2 separate regions of the Rattus norvegicus genome follow, and region 1 is linked to region 2. A link is a contact called in public Hi-C data. All regions are on one chromosome and are shown on one strand. Each heading gives the region's core, a stretch centred on a gene start, on an enhancer-like site or on the middle of the called end of the contact. The rest is flanking DNA. Distances are from core to core; before and after follow the strand shown. Region 1 holds the start of Pgk1 (phosphoglycerate kinase 1). Region 2 holds the start of Cox7b (cytochrome c oxidase subunit 7B).

Region 1 (7,034 bases), core at 1,593-4,092, 190 kb before region 2:
CAATCTTCTACAACTTTGTAATTACTACAAAATAAAACTTTTTCAAAGTGGAGAGGTCGTGGCTAAAACATATATCACACACCTTTAATCCCAGCCCTCAGGAGGCAGAGACAAGTTTGAGTGCAGCCTGGTCTACATACAGAGTTCCAGGACAACCAGGGCTAGAGTGAACCCCTGCCTCAAAAAAACAAAGAAATAAAACAAAAACTTCACAGATAACATTAAATTACAACATCAAGTCTCTGTGGAAATCTCAGGATTCCAGGCCCTTTCCTTCTAAAACCTCAATGGAACCATGCCCGCCATTGACTCGTGGTCTGATTGCTAAATTCCACTGGTGTGAAGATGTCTGCTCTCCATTTTCTTCTCTTCCCACCAGGGCTATTGCTTTGCAAGTCCCAAAAGAAAACCAGTGGGGTTGGAGGAAGAAAGAGGACAAGAAAGAGAAGTACTTTTACCAGCAAGCAAAGGATGACTAGGAGCCTATGGGTGAGAAGAAAGGAAATGACATGACAGAATCAGCAGGAAATGTACTCACATGGCCTTGTAAAATCAACTAGGGGGAGGCGGAACCTGTTGGGGTTTCTGGCTACTGTTAAAGTTTCTCCAAAAGGAACTGGGGTGTGACTCAGTGGTAGAGTGCTCAAGCACAAAGTAGCTAGTGTTTGACTCCCTAGAACAAAAACTAATAAAAGTTACCAACACTAGTGAGAAGAGTGCCCTTCTACAGGACAGAAAGGAGGCAAGTGAAACAACCACCTCTCAGGAGGCCCCATTTCTGAAGGAAGCACTGCCAGCAACTACCACAAAAGACACTGAAACAAAACGGTATTGAGTTCACCCAGGCATGGCTGCCTAGACTCCTCTGAGAATTAAGCCTACAAGGCAACTCCCTATTCAAGATGCATTAATCTGGAAACAAAGCAACTTCATCACTGTGGCCTAAATACCAACAAGTACAATGTATCCATATTACAAAGGACTGCAAACTCCACCTACCTATCTCAACATGGCCCTGGCTCATCATGTTCAAGTAGCTAAAGAGACCGAAATTCTAGTCCTGGCTCTGCTACAAACTTTCTAGAGTTCAATAACCTTCAACATGCCCTTTTCCGTCAGTAAAACTAGACTAGCCAATCATTTCAAGACTCAAGGTTAACCTAGGAAAAGTGATTTGGGGCAAAAAAGAAAAACTGTTTCCTCCTGTCTCACCCCCCCCAACCAGAGCTAATTCCTTTAAGACAGTTTCCCTGTGTTAGATAGCATAAATCCCGGAACTGCAATTACAGAAAGGCGACCAGCACAATGTCCTACTGTCTTTCAGCAGCTGCATGCATCTGGCAAGGTCAGTCTCAAGCCAGTAATGATATAGTTTAAACCTTTTAAGCTAATTACAAGCCTACATCTACCTGTCTTGGTTTTCACAGGATCAATCTTTTCTCCTTAGAACAGAATGAAAAGCTAGGTAGAACCTCCCCTTTATCTATGATTAGGGTGGCTGGGATTTCTAACTCCATCCTGATTACAAGGGCCTATCCCATTTGGGGCAACACTGTTTTGCATGATAACACACTGGGTTGTTTCTGATTATCAGCACAGTAAGAGAAAATCACCTATCAAGTAATATGTGGCTTTACAATTCTCTAACTCTGGTGCAGAAGCAGGAGAAACTGTTGTGTTAGTATCTAAAGGATGCCCTCACTTGAACTGGCCCAAATTGTCAAAGGGAATAGGATTACACCGTTCACGTACTACCAATCAATCAACCGCTTCCAAAGGTCAGGCAGGCACAGTAGTCAGTCACTGCGACTATCTACGGCCCTTAGAAATTACCATCCTTCGGTCCTATACTTGTCACATGAACAGCCAGGCCCTCCAGTTATGTATCTAATCATCCGTCACTCCTGGCAAAAAATATAGATTATGAAAGGCAGAAATGTAGAAGATGCATGCACGCCAGTGATTCTGTCAGGTAAGGGAGAAGCCAACTTAATCAATGACCAGGGAATCCACATGTGCCGACTAAGAGGGCGCCACGTGCGTGGGAGCCTTCCTCACTTCTGACATCCTGCTTCTCTAGCCACCTCTGAGGGTGAGGTTACAGGCCTCCAACTCCCGGCGGCCACACCCTGCATGTGTCACAATCCTGATGCAAACCCCAAGGCCAGGAGTCCAACGGCAAGGTAGGGCAGCAGAAGCCTGTTACATAAGCTATACCGAGCTTCATCCAGTGGGCCTCACCCTCCCACCCACAATTCTTTGGGGAATGGGACCTCCACTCCAGAGCATTTTGACCAACATCTTTTGGGAAAGAAATCATTTTACCAGGACGAATGAAACGTGGGCGGTTTCGAGTTCGTCACGAATGGTCCAAGGATCTTGGGGGAAGGGAAATTAGCCAAATGACCTTTCAAGGTCCCTCAACTGGGGCCTAGAGATTTGCAGGATAAGCATTAGGTCCAATCTCACTACAAGAGACGAAACCACACTTCGGAAATGGGAAAAGGATTGAGTCCTAGGGATCTGAGCCCTTTCTCGGTTGGATCCACTCCCTAAAGGACACTATTGGTCACTTTTTATGCTATGAGAAGAGCAGTTAGGAAGCATCAAACTCAGGCAGTCTCCGCCATGAGAAACAGCCCTGACCTCCAAACCCAGGACCCCCGAGAGCCAGTTGAAAAGTAAGCACAACTTAGGGTGAACGGAAAAATGTGCTTGCCAAGGCCAAAGCGACTGTGGCCCCGAGGGCTTGAGGGCAGCAGAACAGAATTACCTCATCACGACCCGCTTCCCCTTCACGTCCAGCTTGTCCAAAGTCAGCTTGTTAGAAAGCGACATTTTGGCAACACCGTGAGGTCGAGAGGCCCGGAGGAGAGGAAGAGGAGAACACTGCAGCAGACGTGCGCTTTTGAAGCGTGCAGAATGCCGGGCCGCGGGAGGACCTAAGGGTGCCTGCCCCGCCCCTAAGCCGGCCCCGGGCCCGCCCCTTCCCAGCCTCTGCTTCCAGAAAGCGAAGCAGCAAAGCTGCTATTGGTCGCTGCCCCAAAGGCCTGCCCGATTCCATTGCTCGGCGGTGCTGTCCATCTGCACGAGACTAGTGGGACGTGCGACTTTCATTTGTCACGTCCAGCACGACGCGAGCTGCAGAAACTTCCTGACTAGGGGAGGAGTAGAAGGTGGCGCGAAGGGGCCCCTAAAGAAAGGAGCCGGTTGGCGCCTACCGGTGGATGTGGAATGTGTGCAAGGCCAGAGGCCATTCCAAGTGCCCGCGCGGCTGCTAAAGCGCATGCTCCGGACTGCCTTGGGAAAAGCGCCGCCCCCACCCGGTAGAATTCCCAGGCGCCTTTTCTAGACCTCTGCAAATGTCATCCCCTTTTGGATTCCTCTGCTTTCTCAGCTCCCAAATGGAAGTCCACTTAAGGCCTTCTTGGTAATCGAAACCTCTCAGAAGTCAAAAAAGGACCTGGTCTTCCCCCCGCCCCTTATAATAAAAAGTACAATATAATTGCTGTGGTTACATTATTCATAATGACGAATACATACAGCATGTGTCATGTTAACTAACAATTAAAATTCCTAAGTACGTTCTGTTATTAAAGTTGAAGTAACTGATAGAGAAAGATTTAGTGTCTTCTCAAGACTGCAGAGCTTGTAAGTGATCATTGCAGTCCTGGGCCACTGGGATTTAGACTGCTCTGTGAGTGTAGCTCAGCCGTAAATTGCAGGCCAGAGGCTGTGGATCCAACCTCCGGCACCGGTTAAATTAACCAAAAACACTTTAAATCTCTCCTGACACTAATTTGGGCTAAGGATGCTGCTCAGTGGTAAAGTGCTTGCCTACACTCTGAGGCAGGACAACTACTTAGGAAATTGAAGGGCACATAAGAAATGTAAGCCCTTCTTCACTGGCCTGTTCTTTCCTTTCCACCTCTACTCACTGGCTGACACCCAGGAGTGAGTGGCCAAACCATCTCTGGAAATTACTAAGTTATGTGAAGTAACTCAGAAAGACAATCCCGTGTGTTTTCTACATATGCAGCTCCTGTATAAGCACATATGTGAAGAGGGTAGAGACAGGGCTACCAAAGGGAAAATAATTTTAAGAGAACAAAGGAAGGGGGAAAAAACTGGGTAACAGGAGGCAGTGGCATGAAAGAGACAAAGAACTGCAGCCTACAGAGGAATGCTGAGAGCCCCCATGGTTATCCAATACCAGTAGCACGCTCTGAAATCAAATACATACAAGGGACTTTACAGAGACTGAGAAGGCTGTCCTTACATATTTAGGTACATACATACACACACACACACACACACACACACACACACACACACACACACACGGAAAAAAAGCCATGAATTTGAGAAAGGAGCTGCACCTTTCCTGCTAACCAATGTCACTGACCCTGCATTTTGTCTTTGTGTTTTGTCAACAAGCTAACTGCTTCACTCTGGTGAAACTCTTTTCCATGGTGGATGGCAAGGTCTCCAGGCTCTAAGGACATTGCATAGGTCGCAGTGCCAGCAATACTGAACCAAATGTCCTGATGCCAGTGACAAATCTGTACACATAAGTACTTTTTAATTTTTAGTTTGTCTTCGAGTGTGTAGTTTTTGCCTGCATGTATGTCTGTGTTTAAGATAAACATTCGTTGTTGCCAATCATTTCCATACTTCCTTTCTTTCAACCTTACTGGAAAACAACCCCTGGAAGGTATTTCAAACAAGTCTCTGGACTTCCTATCATGCAGTAGCTATTTCATTCTGGCTGAGTTATCATTGTAGTGAGTCAAACTGTCCTCAGATAAGGTACAATTATATAGTATTGGATATCAAAGAGGAAACCATGCACACAAAGACAATGATTCTTCCCAGTTATTGAGCACTTACTGTTTGTCCAGCACTGCTGACATGACTCACTACTTTGCCTAAGAACTTTATGAAGTAGGTATTGTATCTTAAACACAAGAACACTGAAGATTATAGAGATTGGGAAGCTTTTTCCACTACTGGCCTAAAATAACAGAGAGAAACAGACAACCAACGATGAGAAGAAGTCTGACAACAGAAAAACCTGAAACATAGAGAAATCTACAATTATACACATGAGGTAGGGTAAATATGGACCAGATCCCTTGGGTGTTATACCAATGTTACAGACATTTTTTTCTCCTAACAGAACTGGACAACCCATTCAATACAGCCAGTCACCTCACCAGGAGCTAGTCCCCACCTTCCTTGCTTACAGAAATCCGATTTAATAGAGTGTTGGGTTAGTGACCAGTGCTCAGCAAAGATAGGCTTATCTCCTAGCACCAAAGGATAAATCACTGTTGACCTAAGCTGAGTCTGGTAATCCCATCCCCCACATACCCCTTTGTTACACATTGGTCTGGGAATGGGCAGTGACCCAACTTAGATCAATGAGATAAAAAGGAAAGTAAGTCTGCAGTTCTGGGAACAATGGAGATTAGTAAGAAAAGCAAGCCCTGCACATACATATATTGACCATTTCTAAGTAACAGAAGATGGGAGGTGGGTAGTACCTACGGAGATCTCTCTCTCTCTCTCTCTCTCTCTCTCTCTCTCTCTCTCTCTCTCTCCCTCCCTCCCTTCCTCCCTCCCTCCTTCCCCTCTGTCCCTCCCTCCCTTTTTTTTCTTCCTCCCTCCCTCCCTGTCTCCCTCCCTTCTCCTCCCTCCCACTTCTTCCTTCTCCCCCTTCCCTCCTCTTCCTCTCCCTCTCTGATCCTTCATTCTGGGGACAGCAGCTGCCATATCTTGGGATCACTCAAATACTTTCATGGGGTGGCCCAGATAGTGAGGAACTCAGAGTACCTTTCAACACCAGCATAGAACTGAGTCTTGCTGCCTGCAGATTTATAAAGGAGCCAGCCATCGAAGTGGACACTCCTGCCCCCAAGTCAAACCTTCAGATATCTGCAGCCAAGACATATAATTGCATATAATTACAATCTCAGGAGGTGCTTCCAACTAAAACCAGCTTAGATGTTGTCCAATCCCTGACTCACAGAAAGTCTGAGGTAATATTTATTGTTTGGAAGTGCTAAACTTTGAGGTACTTTATTATTCAGAAATACACAATTAATACAGAGTCTCCACAATGATTTTGTTCTGTAAGACAAAATCATCATCCGAACATTGAGAATGGTGACCTCAAACTACAGAATAACTGAATCCTTAATGACAGCAGCGGTTTACTGACTTAAGTAATCCCAGCATCACTGTACAACCTTCCTTTCTATCATGTCAAATAAACAAACATCTAATGCGAGTAATAATTTGCAGCTGAAACATCTCACTACAGTACAGGGGAGAATTAAATGGCACTCATATGATCAAGTTTACAGTTTTGTAAATCCTTTTTTTTATGATAAGGTCTCACTATGTGGTCCAGGCCACGTTCAAACTCATGACCCTCTTGTGTTAACCTCTTGAGTGCTGGCATTACAGGTATATACCACCACATCTGACTATACATCGTTTTTTAGATATTTCCATGCCTGCTAATATTGGAGTAGATAGTTAAGACCGATTGTCTCACTGAAAGATAATAGAAAAGCTGGATTCATTGGAGGGACAGGTGCTAGAAGCTATGCCAAGGATTGGACCCAGTGCCTCACACACTCCACAAAAACAATGTATTTAAAACAGGGTCTTGCTGTGTCTGCAGCCATGTGTATGCTCGGGCTACAGATGAGGCTTGCCTCTAGTGTCCTCCGCTGTGGTAAAAAGAAGGTCTGGTTGGACCCCAATGAAACCAACGAAATCGCCAATGCCAACTCCGATCAGCAGATCAGGGAGCTGATCAAAGACGGGCTGATCATCCGGAAGCCTGTGACTGTCCTTTCTCGGGCTCGATGCTAGAAGAACACCTTGGCCCGACGGAAGGGCAGGCATGTGGGCATAGGGAAGAGGAAGGGTACTGCCAACGCTCGGGTGCCTGAGAAGGTGACCTGGATGAGAAGGATGAGGATCCTGCACCGGCTTCTCAGGAGATACCGGGAATCTAAGAA
Region 2 (6,985 bases), core at 3,903-6,402:
TGGTGACATGTGGCCCAGGGTGAATATAGACTTGTTATGTAGATAAGATGCCCCTAAAGTCGTAGCTCTTGTGTAGGATCTCCCTGTAGCTCTCCTGTTAGGATTACAGGTGTACCACCTCACACAGCAATCTGTATCACTTACACAGAAATTACCACTTTTAACCAGAAAATAACTAGAAAATAAGTTGTTAAGCAACAGATGTAGTTGGGGATTTAGCTCAGTGGTAGAGCGCTTGCCTAGGAAGCGCAAGGCCCTGGGTTCGGTCCCCAGCTCCGAAAAAAAAGAACCAAAAAAAAAAAAAAAGGCAACAGATGTAGAACCCTAAAATATGGTAAACAAGGTATATTTCATCTATCAAGAAAATTATATTTGGGTTTGGGGGTTGTTTTGTTTTGAGACAAAAGGTCTGCTATGTAGCCTAGCAGACCTCAGGCTTGTTATAGCTCTAGCTGGTCGTCGTCTTCTCAGTCTATCTGCCTCAACCTCCCAAGTGCTGGCATTGCAGGTGTCCATCTCCAACCACACTGGCTTTGCCTCAGCTGTGACTACAGAATTTTAGAAGGAAATCCAGTAACTGAAGTATAACTAGCAAGGTGACTCAAAATATGAGAATCCATAAATTATACAACAAAACACCTGACCAACATATCTATAGATGTTTTAATCTTAAAAGACACCAGGGCAATACGGTTGTTGCTGTGAATTGAACCAAGGGCTCTGTCAGTGGTAATCGTGTACTTTATAACCTATGACAGCAATCTTCTACTAGCTGATATCATATGGAAATATGATGGGTCAGAATTTCTCTTCTGCAATGAACTGATGTACAAATTACCAAGGGGAGCATATTTAACTCAACAGTACAATATTTTAACTGTTTTAGAGGTAAGCTCTCACTATGTACATTATATAGCCCAGGATAACCTCATACTTGCAGACATATACCACCATGCTTGGGCTCCACAAATAAGATTCCTCTAACAGCTATACAATTCAGAAAAGGGCTGCCTTGCAATCCAACCAAAACTTTGTTACTGGAAACATTAAGAAGATGAATGAATGCTGAATGCAAAGGAAGACACACATATTGGGTGGATGATCAGATAGTATTTCAAATCCTTCCTTAACTAGAAACTTAACATTTTCAATACATAGACTAGATGAGAATAAAACATATCTAAACTAAAAACCACTGAGCCTAAGATAACAGCTCAATAGCAGAGCACTTGCCTAACACGTATGAGACCCTGAATTCAATCCCTAGCGCTGCAGAAGAAATAATCAACTAATAGTACTTACATATGTCCATGCAGAAATACAGAAGATGCTTCCACCTGCTAATACAGCATTTCCATATTTGTCATGGAAAGTAGGTGTCTTCTTCTGATGGCTCTGCCTTGCCACCACTTGCTGAATGCTTCGAACTTAGAAAAGAACACAGAAGTATATGAATCAGTTATCAAAATAAAAACAACACAACTGCCAATCAGGAAAGCAAAGGTAGTGAATTCTACAGACTACTACAATTCAACTAAATGTCAACCACAAGAACAAATGGTCAGGCAGTAGTGGCGCATGCCTTTAGTCTCAGCACTTGGGAGGCAGGGGCAGGCAGATTTCGGAGTTGGAGACCAGCCTGGTTAGAAGCTAATTCTAAGACAGACAAGGCAGAGCACAGAAACCCTGACTCTAAAAGACAAAGCACAACAAAAACAGAAAGAGAGAAAGAATGGACAGATAAACAAGTCTGCACCTTCTCAAATGTTCTGGAAACAAGACAAACCGCCAGGTTAACAACCAAAAGCTCAGTACTTGGGAGACTGAGACAGGAGAATTGCCATGAGTGCAAAACCAAACTGGACTATACAGTGAATTCTAGGCTAGCCTGAGCTACAGTAAAAGACTCCATCTCCAAAAAAAAAGGAGGGGGGTGGAGAGATGGCTCAGTGGTTAAGAACACTGACTGCTCTTCCAGAGGTCCTGAGTTCAATTCCCAGCAACCACATGGTGACTCACAACCATCTGTAATGGGATCTGATGTCCTCTTCTGGTGTGTCTGAAGACAGCTACAAGGTACTAGTATACATAAAATAGTCTTTAAAAAATAAGATAAAGGGGTTAGGGATTTAGCTCAGTGGTAGAGCGCTTGCCTAGCAAGCACAATGCCCTGGGTTCGGTCCCCAGCTCCGAAAAAAAAAAAAAAAGATAAAGTGACACATAGACAGAAACATGATTTTAAATATCTGATAAAATGTTGACACATAACATGAATGTTCTTCACACAATTCTCATTTTTTCTGGATTCCTGAAAATTTTCACAGCAAAAATAAAAGTCAAATGTTTATTACTTTAAAATTATGGGGGTTGGAGAGATGGCTCAGCGGTTAAGAGCACTGACTGCTCTTCCAAAGGTCCTGAGTTCAAATCCCAAAAACCGCATGGTGGCTCACAACCATCTTTAATGAGATCTGACGTTCTGTTCTGATGTGTCTGAAGACAGCTACAGTGTACTTATATGTAACAAATAAATAAATCTTTAAAAAAATATTATGGCCCCAAACTATTGTAAGCAGAATTTTAAAATGATTGGTAATGAATAAGGCTTTTGATTATACAGTAAGACTATATAAGCAGGCAAGCCTATTTGTAACCTAAGCACTTGGAAGGTGGAAGCAAGAATCAGCCTAGGGTGCATGAGACCCTATCTCAAAAAATAGAGTAGAAAAAATGTATGAGAAAGATTTTATCATCATGTAATTTGTAGCCTAGAAATGAGTATTATAAATGAAGACACGAATTCTACAAGAAAGTAGAATTAACTTAGCATTTAGGAAAGTAGGATTTGTTCATAGATGTCGAAAAATGGAATTAAAAATCGACAGAGGGGTTGGGGATTTAGCTCAGCGGTAGAGCGCTTGTCTATCGAGCACAAGGCCCTGGGTTCGGTCCCCAGCTCCGAAAAAAAAAGAAAAAAGAAAAAAAGGAAAAAAAAAGAAAAAAAAATCGACAGAGATAGATAGATCTACTGTACCAGAAAGTCAATCAAGTTTGGATGAAGAACAAGGCAGCTTAGGAGTAAAACTAGAAAGAAGTGGTAAATACCAAGAAAAGCTATGCTTTTCTCTTTAAATCTAGACACCACTTCCTTATTGTTTTAAAGGATTTTAAAGGTGCTTACAGATGCAGTGTAAAAAGCAATGAATGTTGAACTGAGGTGTGGTGGTTTACACCTATACTCTCAGTACTTAGGAGGCTATGGTCTAAAAACTATACTCAATTTTGATGCCAGGCAGAGATGTAAAGTAAGACCATTTCAAAAATATAAACAAAATAAAATGTTGTTCACTCACTAATACTTAAAAAAAATATATATATATAATAGTTTCAGGCTGGGGAGAGCCTGGGTTCGGTGGCAGAGCTTTGGGTTCAAATTCAATCAAACTCCCCAAGACAAAAATAATGGTCTCTAGGTGTCAGAATCCCAATAATTAACCATTATATTAGCTCTTTAGCTGCCTTACTTACCCTTTCATTTTCACCTTTAACCAGTCACACCCAGGGAAATGTAGCTCGATTGGTGTAGTGCTTGCCTAACATTCCCTAGACTTGGTCCCTAACACTGCAGAAACAAACACAATTAGATCTATAAAGGTGCTAAGTACTTGTAAGCCCAGCACTTGGGAGATGGCGGCAAAGGATCAGAAGTCGAAGACATGCTTGGCTACAAGTTAAATTGGAAAGCAAACCTAGTGTACTTGAGACCCTCCCTCAGAAAACAGCCACATCCAGATAAGCAAATTAATAAACATTCCATAATGGGTTCTGCTCTAGAACACTTAAAATGTATGGGAACTCCACACTAAGAAATAGAAACGCAACAAAATAAACTTGAAAAAAATAACCTTTTGCCTGCTCTCCAGAGCAAGTTCCAGGACAGCCAGGCTACACACACACACACACACACACACACACACACACACACAACCCTGTCTCAAAAAAACAACAAAAATGTTTCCTACAGTATTTTAAAAGTCCCTAAATCACTCAAAGATCAAAGAAATTGAGATTAGCAACAATTGTTGTTTCAACACTCTGATTTACCAAGTGGATTTCCTTAAGTCTCTCTTCTGTACTAAAAATGACAAAAATGAAACAAAAAAATTTAGTGACCAGAGAACTGTTAATGATCTTATGAAATCGGTATTACTTACTAACCTTTGTTTTACAAAAACAAATTTATAAAGCTAAATCATTTGTCCAAAGTGAAAGAAAGAACACAGCCTGTGGCAGATGAAACATCAATTGGGCTCCTATTTTTTCAATTATTCCCAAAGTACTTCAGTGCTTAGAACACAGTGATACTCCTAACATTTCTGTAAAATAAAAATAAATCCATGACTAGAGAAGCAAGCTAAAGGTATTTGCGTAAGGTCACCTTTATTCACATTACTGAAGGTCACCTTCACGGGAAAGCAATTACGAAAATGAGTTTTTCTTTCCAGTCTAATGTTTTCTCCATATATAATGCTAGTCTCAAATTTCCACGTACTTGCCTAACTTTTAAGCAGGAACAAATGACCATGATTGTCTTCGCGATAATTAATATTCCGTTAATAATCTACAGACGACTTCTTCAAAGCTGCCAGAATTTTGCTTTTCCCCCTCGCTATGAATGCAGGTGAGGTAGATTTAGTTTCCTACCACCGCTACCACCATAGGAGATCAGTTCTATATAAATACAGTCCCAAAGCTACAATTTAGAACATGGCTAAAAGAGCAAGGTGCCCGCCAAAACGGTCTTCCTGGAAATGATAGGTCTCTGAAGAAAGAGAATGCAGAACTAGGCTAGGAACACAAGGACAGGATGATAAAGCCACTGTCACAGCTACCACTGTCATTGCTATCTTCCCAGTGACTGGAGACCACGCAGGGAACCGTGCACCTAGAATTAAAACTGCAGGCTTTAGGGCAGAGGAAAAAGGCATGAGAGCACGAGGGCAGATGGATCCCGGGTGTTGTAAAGGGCTCGCCCACATTATCTGCTCACCTTGGAGACGACTTAGTGCGTTTTTGGCCAAGGGCAACATCGCGGAGACAAGGATGGAACTGCGGTGACTACAGCTGCTACCTGGGTGCAAATTCACCCCAGCTACCCTTGCAGAGTCCTGAAAAACAAAATGGCTTTCTGCGGCGATTCCTAATGAGATTTGGTAACATATCGCGAGATTTGGGGAAATTGACCTATAGAAATTGTAATCCTATTTCCTGCGAGAAAAAAGGCCTTTGGGAAATGTAGTTTCAAACTTGATGGCTGCCATTGACTAGTATTTACTAAACAGGGAGATAACTCTTTGGACAAAGGTTTAGGACTCTACAAAGGAGATCTGAGACACCAACCTTACAGAAGGCACCAGCTTCAAGATGCTGGGAGATCAATTAGTCTTTTTTTCCCTAGGGATTCCATTCAGTGTATGTACATCTGGCAATGATACTATATACAAATGTATCTTCTTAAACTCTGTGTAAGGGCTCCAACTGCATATGTAGCAGAGAATAGCTTTGTTGGGGCACCAGTGGAAGGGAAAGCCCTAGGTCTTGCCAAGGTTGGACCCCCCAGTGCAAGGGAATATGGGGGGGGGGGCAGTAAGGGGGAATACCCATATGAGGGAGGGGGAGGGGATGGGGGCTTATGGACAGGAAACCAGGAAGGGTAATAACCTTTGAAATGTAAATAAAGAAATATATAATAAAAAATGTTTTAAAAAAAGAAAGAAAGAAACTCTGTGTAAGACAGAGTTTACTATGTAACCTAAACTGGCTAGAACTCACTATGTAGCCCAGACTGGCCTGGAATTTGCGATTTTTCTGCCTTAGCTTCTCCAGTGTCATGATTAGAGAAATAACGTACAAATCAAACTGCTTCTTAGAGCATCCTATCAGAAGGTATAGGACCTTAGCATCCCATTCAGTAATAATATGAACTTAATCATTTAATCAAAGCACTCCACACCAGATTGCTACACTTTAAAGTCAATGCTTTCCCTTGGTAATTCACAAAGTATCTTGTGGGGAAAGGAGGGATGTGTGTCAAAAAAGTAATTTTGTGAACGATACATTATGACTATTCTGTTCTGCATCAAACTTTTATCCATTTTGTATCCATTGGTGACTCTGTACCAAGTTGTTTCTATTTGACCACTCTGGTGCATGTGTCTAAAGCAACCTGAATGAGCATAACACAAAGATTCCCCAACCAACCATGCTTGTTTGGTACGCTTGTTTGCTCGTGTTTGTGTTTGTTTCTTGGAGACAAGATTTCATCCTGGGGTCCAAGCTAGCTTGGACTTTACTATGTAGCCAAGCCTGGCCTGGATCTCATGGCCAGCTGCCTGCTTCAGTTTCCCGAGTGCTGGGATTAGGGGTGTGAGCTGCTACACCTATGATTAACCATTTTAATTTTTTTCTTTTTAAATTTTGAGAAAAGCTCACGCCAAGTTGCCCCTATTTGGCTGTTCACTCACTCTAAAGTATAGACAGGCACTGAACTTGCAATCCTCCTGCCTCAGCCTCTCAAGTAGCAGCAATTAAACTGACCTATGAGGTCCAGCTTAATTTTTTCATAACCTATAGTCACATGCATTTTTCCTCTTCTTTGAAAGAGAGACTCACCATGGAACCTTAGTGGGCCTCAAAGGTGTGATTTTTCCCACTTTCCTCTGCCCAGTGCTGGGATTACAGGCATGTGCCACCACGTGTGGCTACTGCATTCTCTCTAGCTCTCTCTTCTGGTCTCTCATCTTCTCTGTGTCTTTTTGTTTGCTTGGTTTTGTTTTGTTTGAGACAAAACAAAGTTCCCCCCTTGTAGCTCAGGGAGAAACTCCCTATGCAACCTAGACTGGTAATAAGCCCTGACATCCTCCTGCCTCTACCTCTTAAGTACTAGGATTACACTTATATACTGCCACGCTCATCATTTTATATC

The links. A called contact is a pair of places that touch in the nucleus more often than the background predicts.
Region 1: a Hi-C map of liver shows a contact between it and region 2, with 4 times the contacts expected there. The contact joins the promoter of Pgk1 here to the promoter of Cox7b in region 2. A contact is called at or near these places in 3 of 12 Hi-C or Micro-C datasets (liver, mammary epithelial cells and prefrontal cortex).

The regions. Positions count from the first base shown.
Region 1 is chrX:75,332,796-75,339,829 of GRCr8, reverse strand. Pgk1 (phosphoglycerate kinase 1) reads right to left here and starts at 2,842. Exons shown (of 11, transcript NM_053291.3): 1 at 2,774-2,842. The coding sequence starts at 2,838. It also overlaps the pseudogene Rpl19-ps17.
Region 2 is chrX:75,147,203-75,154,187 of GRCr8, reverse strand. Cox7b (cytochrome c oxidase subunit 7B) reads right to left here and starts at 5,152. Exons shown (of 3, transcript NM_182819.2): 1 at 5,051-5,152; 2 at 1,303-1,427. The coding sequence starts at 5,090.